2 separate regions of the Mus musculus genome follow, and region 2 is linked to region 1. The links are chromatin contacts, called in public promoter capture Hi-C maps. All regions are on one chromosome and are shown on one strand. Each heading gives the region's core, a stretch centred on a gene start, on an enhancer-like site or on the middle of the called end of the contact. The rest is flanking DNA. Distances are from core to core; before and after follow the strand shown. Region 1 holds the start of Papolg (poly(A) polymerase gamma). Region 2 overlaps Vrk2 (vaccinia related kinase 2).

What was found. Promoter capture Hi-C pulls out the DNA fragments that hold promoters and counts their contacts.
Region 2: a contact with region 1 is called in a promoter capture Hi-C map of hippocampal neurons, with 8 times the contacts expected there. The contact joins the enhancer-like site here to the promoter of Papolg in region 1. A contact is called at or near these places in 10 of 39 promoter capture datasets (the C10 cell line, cranial neural crest, frontonasal cranial neural crest and 6 more) and 2 of 9 other capture datasets (adipose tissue and liver).

What each region holds. Positions count from the first base shown.
Region 1 is chr11:23,892,499-23,897,940 of GRCm38.p6, reverse strand. It overlaps Papolg (poly(A) polymerase gamma), which reads left to right and starts at 2,671. Exons shown (of 22, transcript NM_172555.2): 1 at 2,671-2,919. The coding sequence starts at 2,903. It overlaps Gm12061 (a long non-coding RNA gene), which reads right to left and starts at 3,689. Exons shown (of 4, transcript XR_872317.3): 1 at 3,496-3,689; 2 at 3,081-3,178.
Region 2 is chr11:26,487,398-26,492,848 of GRCm38.p6, reverse strand. Vrk2 (vaccinia related kinase 2) reads left to right here. Exons shown (of 13, transcript NM_027260.3): 9 at 2,956-3,076. Among named protein-coding and RNA genes, the nearest start is that of Fancl, 100 kb to the right of the region's middle. RefSeq lists an enhancer at 1,116-3,761. Within about 2 kb of position 3,013, at least 52 of the 459 cell types and tissues checked have an H3K27ac peak or open chromatin away from gene starts, as enhancers often do. A contact at or near this core is called in adipose tissue, hippocampal neurons and second pharyngeal arch cranial neural crest, where this site is marked.

The DNA.
Region 1 (5,442 bases), core at 1,422-3,921:
ATACAAAGTTGGCAGGAGACAAAAGGTATCTTCTTACCACAACACATGGACACCCACAAATAATAAATAATTTTTCATTTAATTTTTCATATTTGCATTATTTTCTATAGATGTATTTTTTTTAATTAATGTGGGCTAGAGAGAGATGGCTCAGTGTTTTAAAGCATGGACTGATCAGAGAGGAATTCCTAGCTTCTACATCAGGCAGTTCACATCCCCCTGAAACTTCAGGGTGTCCTATGTTCTCTGCTGGCCTCCATGGGCTCCTGCACGTGCATATATCCTCACACAGACACACATGGATACACATAAATGAAGGTAAAAATAATTATAAAAGGCAAAACATGATAGGCTCTTCAATTGTTCAAATTATGTTCCTAGTTTCATATATCCTAGGTTCAGGAAAGTAAATAGACTCCTGTCCTCCTTCCTCTGGACCAACTTGACGTTTTAAAAAGTGGCAAATTGTGTGAATACAGCCATCCCTTGGTATTAAGGAGCTAGTCTGAGAGCCTCTTACTGGTTCCAACACTAACACTAAGAGGTGTTCAAGTTCCCTCTATAAAATGGCACCATATTTGCATATAACCTACAAACATCATCTCACATACTTTAAACTATCTATAGATTAATTATAAAGCTTAATGCAATTTAAAATGCTATGTAAATAGAGAGTAATGCCAAAAAAAAACTTAGAAAGCAAAGACAGACACATCTCTGTGAGTTCAAGGTCAGTCTGGTTTACATACTGAGTTCTGAGCTACAGAGTAAGACGTGTCTTTAAAAAAAAAAAGTAGTTTTGAGAATCACAAGAAAAAGATATGTACATCTTCAGTGTGGATAGAATTTTATCTTGAATAATTAAAATACAAGGTTGGTTGAATCTGAAGATATAGCTGGTGGATCTGGAAAATTGACTACAACTCTACCAGCAACAAGAACTTTACATTAGAAACCAGAGACGTATGCTAAAATTCAGTGCTGAGTGAATAAAACTGAACCACAGAAGGCAATCTTTCCTCTTTGAGGAGACAATAGACTGGATGAAGGCAGAAGATGCTGTAAAGCGTCCTCCAAAATTCACAATGAAGAACGAAGTTGAGCGAAAGTAAGCTAAGAGGCTTTTAAGAATTGCAAGGCTGGGGTGTCACTCCTCCTCCTGATACTAGGGCAACGGTGCCTGAGCACAGTAATATTATGGTTGTGTAGCAAAGTGTTCTTATTAGATACGCATATCAAAGTATTTTTAACGTTTAAAATTGGGACTGTGAATAAGGCTCAGTGGATAAAGCTGTTTGCTGCCAAGTCTGAGGAATCAATTTTGATCCCAGCGACTGAAATGGTGAAAAGGGAGAACAGAACAGACTCTAGAAGTCATCCTCTGACTCCCTGCAGGCTAAAGTAAGTGTACTTTACATTTTTTTCTTAAAGAAAAAGTTCAAGGTTAACGTAAACTTTATTTTAAAGTTCTAGAAGTCACAAAGCTAGCAAATAACAAAGGTGGGTCTGCTTCGAATCAAATCCCAGTCTAGCGACCTCCTGAGCTCCATTTTGTCTTCTCATAACCTACCAAAATCTGTACTCCCAAATCCTGCTAATATACAGAATCCTCTCTTTTAGGAAGCTATTAGTGACTTTCCTCCATGTTTAGATGGTCCTCTTTTGGTCCCCCAATGACAACTGGACCCCATCTGTATTTAAATAGTGTATATATATATTTTCTCATCCACTCGCAATAAACTCTTGAGGATACGAATCTAGTTCCTACAGTGTGTAATACATACTTCTGCAGCAGCAGAATATCACTCATATTTGAAGTTTTTCTCCACCTTTTGATGGGAAAACTCTGAACTTGCTCAGGTCAAACCACAGACCTGCTTTTATGCATCAAACATGGAGCATAAACAAACTGACAGACCAGATTTTCAATAAATACTTTGAGTGAATAAATGAATAATTCAGAAAGTAACCTCCTTTCCCGTGACTGAGTCTCATTCCCCAAACAACCGTGCTTGACTCTTGGGAGAAAAAGACAGGGTTTGAAATTACTTTTATCCTTTAACATTTAAACATTGGTCATTTTCTCCCTCATTTTCACCGTCATAATCACACAGAACATGATTTTCACTATTTGAAAATGTGAGGTTTGGGGGCAGAGCGGTGGAAATCCTTGGGTTTATCTTACGGCTAACTAGTAGCAATTATGTTCAACATCTCAGCTAAATGCCACAAAGTCATAAATTGGGACTTGGAGGTGGTACTCCGAGGGAAAAGAATACAAGTTAAGCTGATTTATTTATAAGCTTTCTTCCCTGGATTGGTTGTGTTAAAGTCGCACCTTCTTGGGTGTGACCCTCGGTGACAAAAATCTTCTCAATGTGTACTTATTAAGTCTATGACTTTAAGATGTGGGATAACGGAAGAGTTAAAATGGTGTTAGGGAAAGCGGTGGTTTTTTTTCTAGATGCTTTTATTGCAGAAACAAGGGGAAATTGACAAATAACCTTCCCAGAGGTTTGCCTGAATTGACAATCCCACAGACCAGGGAGACCTGACACTCTGACAGATGCTTTTGCTGCAAGTCCGCTGAGGTGGGCGGGTCCCGGGAACTCAAGGCTGGGTGGGGGTGTGCCCGAGGGCGGGCCCAGGGCTGCAGGGCGGAGCCGCGGAAGGCGAGAGGCAGCCTGGGAAGTAGCGCCATATTGGCGGTGGCCGCGCTGTATTGTCATAAATAGAGCCGGTTTTGTGGTGTTTTCACTACTCGGTTGAATGCCTCGGCTGTAGAGAGTGGGGAAGTGAGCGAGCTACAAGCGAGCGAAGGGAATTGGACAGAGGAAGGAAGAGAGGGCAAGAACAGGACCCCAAAGCGAAAGACACTCGCTGGAGAGAGACGCAGGAAGCGATGAAAGAGATGTCTGCGTAAGTGGGGGCGGCGGTTGAGGGCGAGGTGGAGAGAGGTGCGCTGAGGTGGGCAGCCCCGGCTTCCAGCCCCTGCGCCTGGCACCCTGCGCAGCCGGCCGGGACCTCTGCTTTCCGCTGCCCTCCACTCCGCAAGGGCATCTCCCCTACCCGGGACTCACCTGGCCGCCCGGCGGGGATTCGGGAGTCGCCGTCAGCCCCCCGCCGCCCGCCTCTGAGGACGCCCCCAGACCAGGATGAGGGGGAAAGGCGCGTGTGGCTGAGGAGAAAAAACGGTCGGTCACTCTCCTGCCCCAGCCGTGTCTGAGCCCGTCTATTCTGTCTGCATTGGCGCAAATACCATCCCCCTGCCTCCCCTCCTCCCGGCCGGACCCGCTATCTTTCAGGTCTTTCGGAGAGGGACTGACCTAGCGGAGCCCCTAGGTTTGCGGTTGCTCCATGAGAAAGGCTAAACCCTCTACCCCGTTCCTTCCCACCGACCCACAATATCTACCGGGCTGTATCTATCCCCTGCTCACACTTTGATAAGTCGGAAGCAGTTTCTGTACTTGTCAAGAATTTATTAGAATTTCTTACCTTTCACTTTATCCGGAAATAATTTCAACGTACAGAAAAATGCACAGAAATACAAAACACCATTTGTGTAGCCACCACCCATTTTTCCCTAAGACTAACATGGGGTGTGTTCTTAGCTCTTTAACCTTTCTTTCTTGAAAAGAAGTCGAGCATTCCAATACATCTGAAGACTCGCCTATCCTTTCTCTGATTGCATTCACGACGCTCTTCCAAGGCCCCAGAGCACTGAGTTTGGTGTTTCTTGTTACTGCATTTTTAATGTTGATAGTACCTATCCCTGTATCCATAAAAACTGTGTACCTGTTTTAAACTGTTTATAGGGTATTTATTATCAGTTACTACTCTGTAGACTGGTTCTTTAGAACATGATCTCTCTGACCTTTTGCTATGTTAATATTTTCATTATTAGTTATTTTTTATTAACTAATGTATTCCGTTTATAAACATAGCCCAGTGTAGTACTTTTAGTGACTATTTTGAGCTATTTAAAAGTTTTTTATAGAATGTCAGTGAGAATTCTATTTACCTATCTTTGTACCTTCAGTAACATTTCTGTAAGGTTTTTTTTTTTTTTCCTTGTAAGTGAAATTCATAACACTTTTTGAGACCTACTTCTTAGAGTTCCTGTTTGGTTTGATTTTATGAAAATCTGTCTGTGCCATGTATTAATCACACACTAATCTTGCTCAGACAACCTTATCTCTCATAGACAGACAGACAGACAGACAGATAGATAGATAGAACTTGAAATAATTAATTGAAGTTTTGTTTGTTCTACAGCAAGATAAAAATGGGAGAGAAATTAGAGTTGGGTTTTTTAAAATACTCCCTTATATTTCATTAAGTCATTTCAAAGGTATATAGGCTGTTTGTTGAGATGAGGTTTCACATGGCCATGAGCTTGCTTCTGCCTCTACCACTTGACTTGTGCCACCAAACCTGGCTAAGCTATCTTATCTTCTCTATTGTCCTTTCTTTCTCCCCATCCTGTAAAACCTCCAGCTGAAAAACATGTTTTAGTTTGTGGACTTACAAGTCACTGCTGTTTTGTTAGTTCGGTTTTTGGTTCAGAGATGGAACTCAGGGCACTACACATGAAACAGTCTGTCACTGAGGTACATCTCCAACCTCAAGGCAATTTTTAAGCATTTAAAATGCAAAAAGAATTAACTACAGTTGTATTTTTGTGGTGTTTACATTTTAAATTGATAAACTTGCACATAATTTGTACAGTGACTAGTTTAAAGCAATTGGCTTGTCCATCACATTTACTGATTACTTATATAAATATGTATACTGTAATTAATTAGTATTTATCACAGTTGCCCTACTGTGCTTAGAATTAATTATAGAGCCAGGCATAACACAGACCTTTAATCCAAACCCCATGAGGCAGAGGCAGGCTGATCTCTGAGTTCAAGTCTGGTAAGTTCCAAGACAGAGTTATATAGTAAGACCCTGTTTCAAGAAGAAAGAAAGAAGTCCTAGTGTCCAGTTATACCTTTCTTTGGTGAGAAGGTATTGCTATGTAGCTCAGGCTTTGAATGTAGATTCTTCTACTTCAGCCTTCTGAATGAAGGGAATAGAGGCATGGGCCTATGTCTGTCCCATTTAACCTCCCTCCTTTCTTCCTCTGTTATTTTTTTTTTAAAGAGCTAATTTACTCATTAAAAGACTGCCTTTTGAGATTATATTCTTACTGTTATGAATAGTTCTTTATGCAAATATGAAGAAAGGTGGTTAGGTTGAGAGTATATACTCATTTTTTCTTTTGCAACAAAATGTACCCCATATCTTTTAGTTATAGATGTAGTCAGAATTCTGTGGTGCTTTATTGAAGATTGTAATTTTATACTAGTTAAGGGCAATTAAGGGTCATTTGAGCCCTTCAAAATTTGCTGTTTAATGTAAAGAATTTGATAATTATTCAGTGTGAAAATGATATGA
Region 2 (5,451 bases), core at 1,764-4,263, 2.6 Mb before region 1:
CATAATACACTTTCTGTCTAAGTGAATACAGTGAATTAAGGCAAATAGACTGTATCATTGAGCTGCAGAGCAAGGATGGAGCAGTGCTGGGGAGGAAATTCCAACCTTGCTTGTGGATTCCTACTCTGGAACGTTTTTCATTTCTTGGTTCAGTTGGCCTTTTCAATGGGTTGGGCAAGTTTACAATGAAACAAGTAGCTTTAAGATTTAAAAGATTTTCAATTTCAAATAAATTATGCTTATTTCATTTGTATGCATTTTTTATCTACAGGCATGTATATGCATTGTGTGTATCTGGTGCCTGCAGATGCCAGAAGTCGGTGTTATACCTCCTGGAACAGATGTTTGTGAGCCCCCATATAGATGCTGGGAACCAAATCTGGGTCCTCTGCTAGAGTAACAGGCAGTCTTAACCACCAAGCCTATCTCTAAAATTTTTCAAATGGTTATTCTGTGCTGGGTGCGAAACTAAGAATCTTTGTACCTATAAGGCATGTGTTCTACCGCTGAGTCAACCTTATTGTTCCCAGAGATTTCTAATACTCAACTAATGTTTTTTGAGTTAACAAGCATTATACTTATTCTCTGTGCAGTAGCTAGATTGTGGACATGAAAGAATTTAATTTCCCTAGAACAGGTCAGGAGGTTTTGTCTCTCTTTGACATGCTTCTTAGGCTAGGAACACATGACCATTCCGTGTAACATTATAAAGGTTTCTGTAGCACGGAGAGCACTGGTAAAATATTTGCTTACCCCCAATGAAGGAGCTAGAGAAAGGACCCAAGGAGCTAAAGGGGTCTGCAGCCCTATAGGAGGAACAACAATATGAACTAACCAGTACCCCTCAGAGCTTGTGTCTCTAGCTGCATATGTAGCAGAGGATGGCCTAGTTGGTCATCAATGTGAGGAGAGACCCTTGGTCTTACAAAAATTATATGCCCCAGTAGAAGGGAGTGCCAGGGCCAGGAAGCAGGAGTGGGTGGGTTGGGAAGCAGGGTAGGGGGAGAGTATAGGGTACTTTTGGAGAGGAAACTAGGAAAGGAGATAACATTTGAAATGTAAATAAAGAAAATATCTAATAAAATTTTTTTAAAATGCTTGCTTACCATACTCATTAACGGAGCATATATAGTGAAAGACTGAAAATTTGATAATATATTTAATTAGATAAGACTGAACTATAATAGTGAAGTGAACTTGGCTCTCAAAGGCCTATTTTACATGAAGACCAGTTTATGAAATATTGATTTCAGCTGTGTCCCTCAGCTGGAGGTAGCTAGAGTTCCTGGGAAGTTTCATTCCACATTCATTCATTCACATTGGTTTGTTTTTCTCTCCTCTTGTGTGTAGCCAGTATCTCGCAAACGTGTGTCAGAATATCCTTTTTGAGCAGTAAAGGTTGTGATTAGGAATTCCTGTAATAGAAAAAGAACTTGTGCACACATCTGTACAAATGGAGCCATTCTATTAATGGGAGATTTTTTCACAGAAGAAATCATTGCATAACAGCATGGTAGAGATTGTGTTTCTATTTTAATACTAGAGCCAAATCCTGCATTAAGAAATATTGAAGTCCAACCACAAAACATACAGCACCCATGGGCCTGGCCTTCTACTGGATTGAAGGTCCTTTAATAACTCAGTACTCAAATAGCAGTTAAGATGAGAATGTGTAAGGGTAACCATATGCTGTGCTTTTATAACAATCAGAGTAGCTACAACATATAGCACCTTTAAAACTATGTATGGTGACCTAGAGTAGCTACACATGTGGTGGCACAATTGTTCTTAGTAGATGCTTCTATAAATTAAAGACCTAGTTCACTCAGTGACTTTTTAGAGTTTACTTCATTAAGGACAATGAAATGGAATACCTGTTTACAACAGCTTTAACAGCCACATATTGCTCAGGATATTATATATCCCTGCACAGATGAACATTCAAGTAGTAGAATAAATATAAATACCACCTTATTGTTTTTATAACAGCTTGGAATGCTGATAAAATGACTTTATTTTATAGGCGTGTTAGTCATTAATTCAATGACTTATTACCAAGCGTCAGTTGAATTTAACAAGTCTTAGTTCTCACTGCCTTTTGATATAAGGTACTTGAGAAAAAAAAATATGTCAAAATGAGATGAAATTAGTCCACAGTATTTAAGAGTTTGTTAATTATGATATTTACTGGGATCTGATCATGTTCTTTTACTATGTTTTAATAAAAGCCATCTTACAATAAGTCTCTATTTTACTTCAGAACTTCCTTCTCCACCATACCTCTGGACCACATTCCCCTCATGCTTGCCTCACCTCTGGCTTTCAGATTTAAGACTAGTAGTTTTGTGCAGAGCTTCTCGTATCTGAAGATATGGGAAGCACTTGGGAGCTGTGTGCCCATGGTTGTGGTTCTTCCACAGAACTGCATCTTCTTGGGCCTGGTTTTAAAGACTGCACACTAGATGGCAGTTTTGTCATATTCTTCTGGCTTCAAGTGCAACCACTGGTGTGACAGAATAGGAAAGACCTTCAGTGTTTAGTCTGCACTCAGAGGGTCTCTGCGTGACCGCGGCAAACCCCATGGACTTCCTTGAACATGTGTTAGCAATTTAGCTGCAGACATTTATTTCTTTGTTTTACTGCTTGGCTCTTTGAGAAAGTGTTGGTGCCGGGTTATGGGTTGTCTGGATCATGTCAGAGGCCATGGGATCAAGTTCATATGACAGGCTAGACTAAGGAAAGATGAAGTTGGAGGAGGTGAAGAAACTGACCCTTACTTCAGCAGCCAGTCGCTGCCTGTCTGTGGACCGAGGCCAGAGACCCAGACAGTTAATGTTACTCCAGCTGAGTAAACATGACGCTCTACCCATTTGGCCTTTGCATATTTCGTCAATGGGAGCTCACTCAAAGATTTCTCTATTTCTCACGAGCTTTCTCATCCTCCCCTTTCTGCAGCCCCGTCCAGGAGGAGTGATGTTGAAATCCTTGGTTACTGCATGCTGCACTGGCTCTTCGGGAAGCTTCCTTGGGAAGCAAAGCTGGACGACCCTGTGGCTGTCCAGACTGCTAAAACCAAGTAGGTATTCTCCAACCCCCTGCCCCTTTATGCAGTAGGACCGACAGCAGGGACTAGAAAAGACAGAGAGAATGGCCCCTTGGCACCAGTGAAAATAAACTAATGTCGTCAGCTTGAAAAATACTTTTTAAAAACCAGAATCACGAAGACATAAAAATATCTGTACTTGATAATTTTACAGTGCAGATGTAAAATAAAACATCAGTTTCCAGACAAGCTGTTTTCTGGCACTTAGATCCTATGGTGGTGTGTACAAGATGGACTGTTTGTAAATTAGTGTGGGCCTGGGTATGGAAGCAGTCTGGTTTTGGTGTGATCGGTATCTACTGTGCAGAGGAGCAGGGTGAGGTGGGAGAGGGGGCTTGTGTTTCTCAGGGGAGAACAGCATACCTCATACTCCTGTCTCCAAAAGCATATCTTTTTTCTTTTTTGAAGTAGAAACAAAGAAAACTTTTACATGAGCTGTTTATATGAAACATACTTGCAGCCACATAAATCTTACAAATATAGACTACATTCAAAGTTTATTACCTTGATGCTGTTAGCACAAGGAGGTCAGTTTTAGAACAAAGTGCGTTTTACAAGTCTCTCACTGGTCAGCTGGTCCAAGGTACAGAGTGGGCAGCTTTTCCTCACATTCTAAGGTAAACTGAAATAGTTATCTATGGAGAGATTGCTGTGCACTGGAGTTTTAGGAAAACATATAATAAAAATAGACACCAAGGGCAGCTCAGCCAGATAAGTCAATCTTCAGATGTAAATGTTGTTTTGGACTGGGTCTTACTCTGTAGCCCATGATGGCTTCAACCTCATGATTCCCTTCTCAGCCTCGCAAGTGCTTGGATTAGAGATGCAGCCACCACACTTAGATTCACTGTAGGATCTGTGCCCAAGACAGAAGGTTTGGACTAAAGGCTAGAAATGACAGATCTCTACAAACTGACATGTACAGTTCTTGTGCTTGAAATCTTGAACACCCTAGTCCCTGACACATTTGTGCAAGTTGAGACTCTGACGAGTTCTGTTCATTTCCGTCCTCTTATAACTGGCACCCTCCACACTGCAGCACAGTGAATGCATGGACATCAACACTCCTATAAGCAGTTCTTGTATACACTTTGTGAGCTCAGCTTAGCTAATTTACGTAGTGTACTTTAGTTAAAGGCCAGGATTTTAACCTAACAATCCCTGGCAGGCTTTCTTTTATAAGACTAATAAATGGTTTGTTTTAGTCTTGTATCAGCATGTATATAGAGGATAACATTTTATTAACTAGTGAATAATATGTCCACATGTATTCATGTATAGTAAAAGGGTACTACATAAAATAGGGTTTTAATAAGTGAAATATTATCTTGACTTTACATATATTGTCTTCATCTTTATTTGATTAACAATACAAATCCAAATACTAATATATTATGTATCAAAATTTAAAAATCTTTCGATTTCCTATGTAATAAGTGCTCCTTTCTTCGCCTGTGAAGGTATAATGTGAGGCAGGATGGCAGGTTTGGCCACAGCTCTGTGTCCCTCTGTTTCTGCTGTCATGAGTCACTTAAGATCACCATGTGCTTTTCCACTTGTGTTTCTCTGTGAATCATTCACTTTATTTATAATTTTAGTTGAGGCTTTATATATTTTTGCTACAGTAAATTAAGAAAGTGATATTTAGCCCCAACTGGAAAGCATTTACCAGGTGTTTGTTGTATTGATATTTCTTCTTAACTTATTTAACCATTTGGTTATATAAACTCTTGCCTGGACAGGGCAAATGCACACCGAGAACTAAAAATCACCCCTTTTCAGTAATCGATACATCAGGAAAATGACTCCACAGAGACACCAAGGCATTCGTGCCCACAGTTCACTAGGGAGACCAGAAATGATGAGACAGAGTGGCCTCTCCTCTGTGGAGGAAATCAAATGTCTATTTTCCCACCCAGAAACCTGCTAACATTTGCTTACATTGCTGACATTTCCTGGGGGAAGCAAACCTCCCCCAAAGGCCGCAGAATATTTATCCCAGGCTCTCTCTCCCTAGACCTTGATCTGTTGGTTCCCAGTTGGTAGAATCCTTAGGGGATGTCACATGAATTTTATGGCATACTGATGTCAATGTTATCTCAGAGAAGATACAAGATTCTAGTCCTTTTAGCTATACACCCCACCTTCAGATTCACATATACTTTTCAAAGAGTTTCTAGGTAGTCCCACCCTGAGATTTACTCTGCACCTAGAGTTGAAATGATCATTGCCTAGAAAGCTTTTCCCCAAATTCTACTATGTTTAGATGTGCTGACAATATATCCCTGGCAGACTCTTTGAAGTTTTGATCCAGGTTGAAAAAGTCAGTCTGAACCAAGTTTCCATTC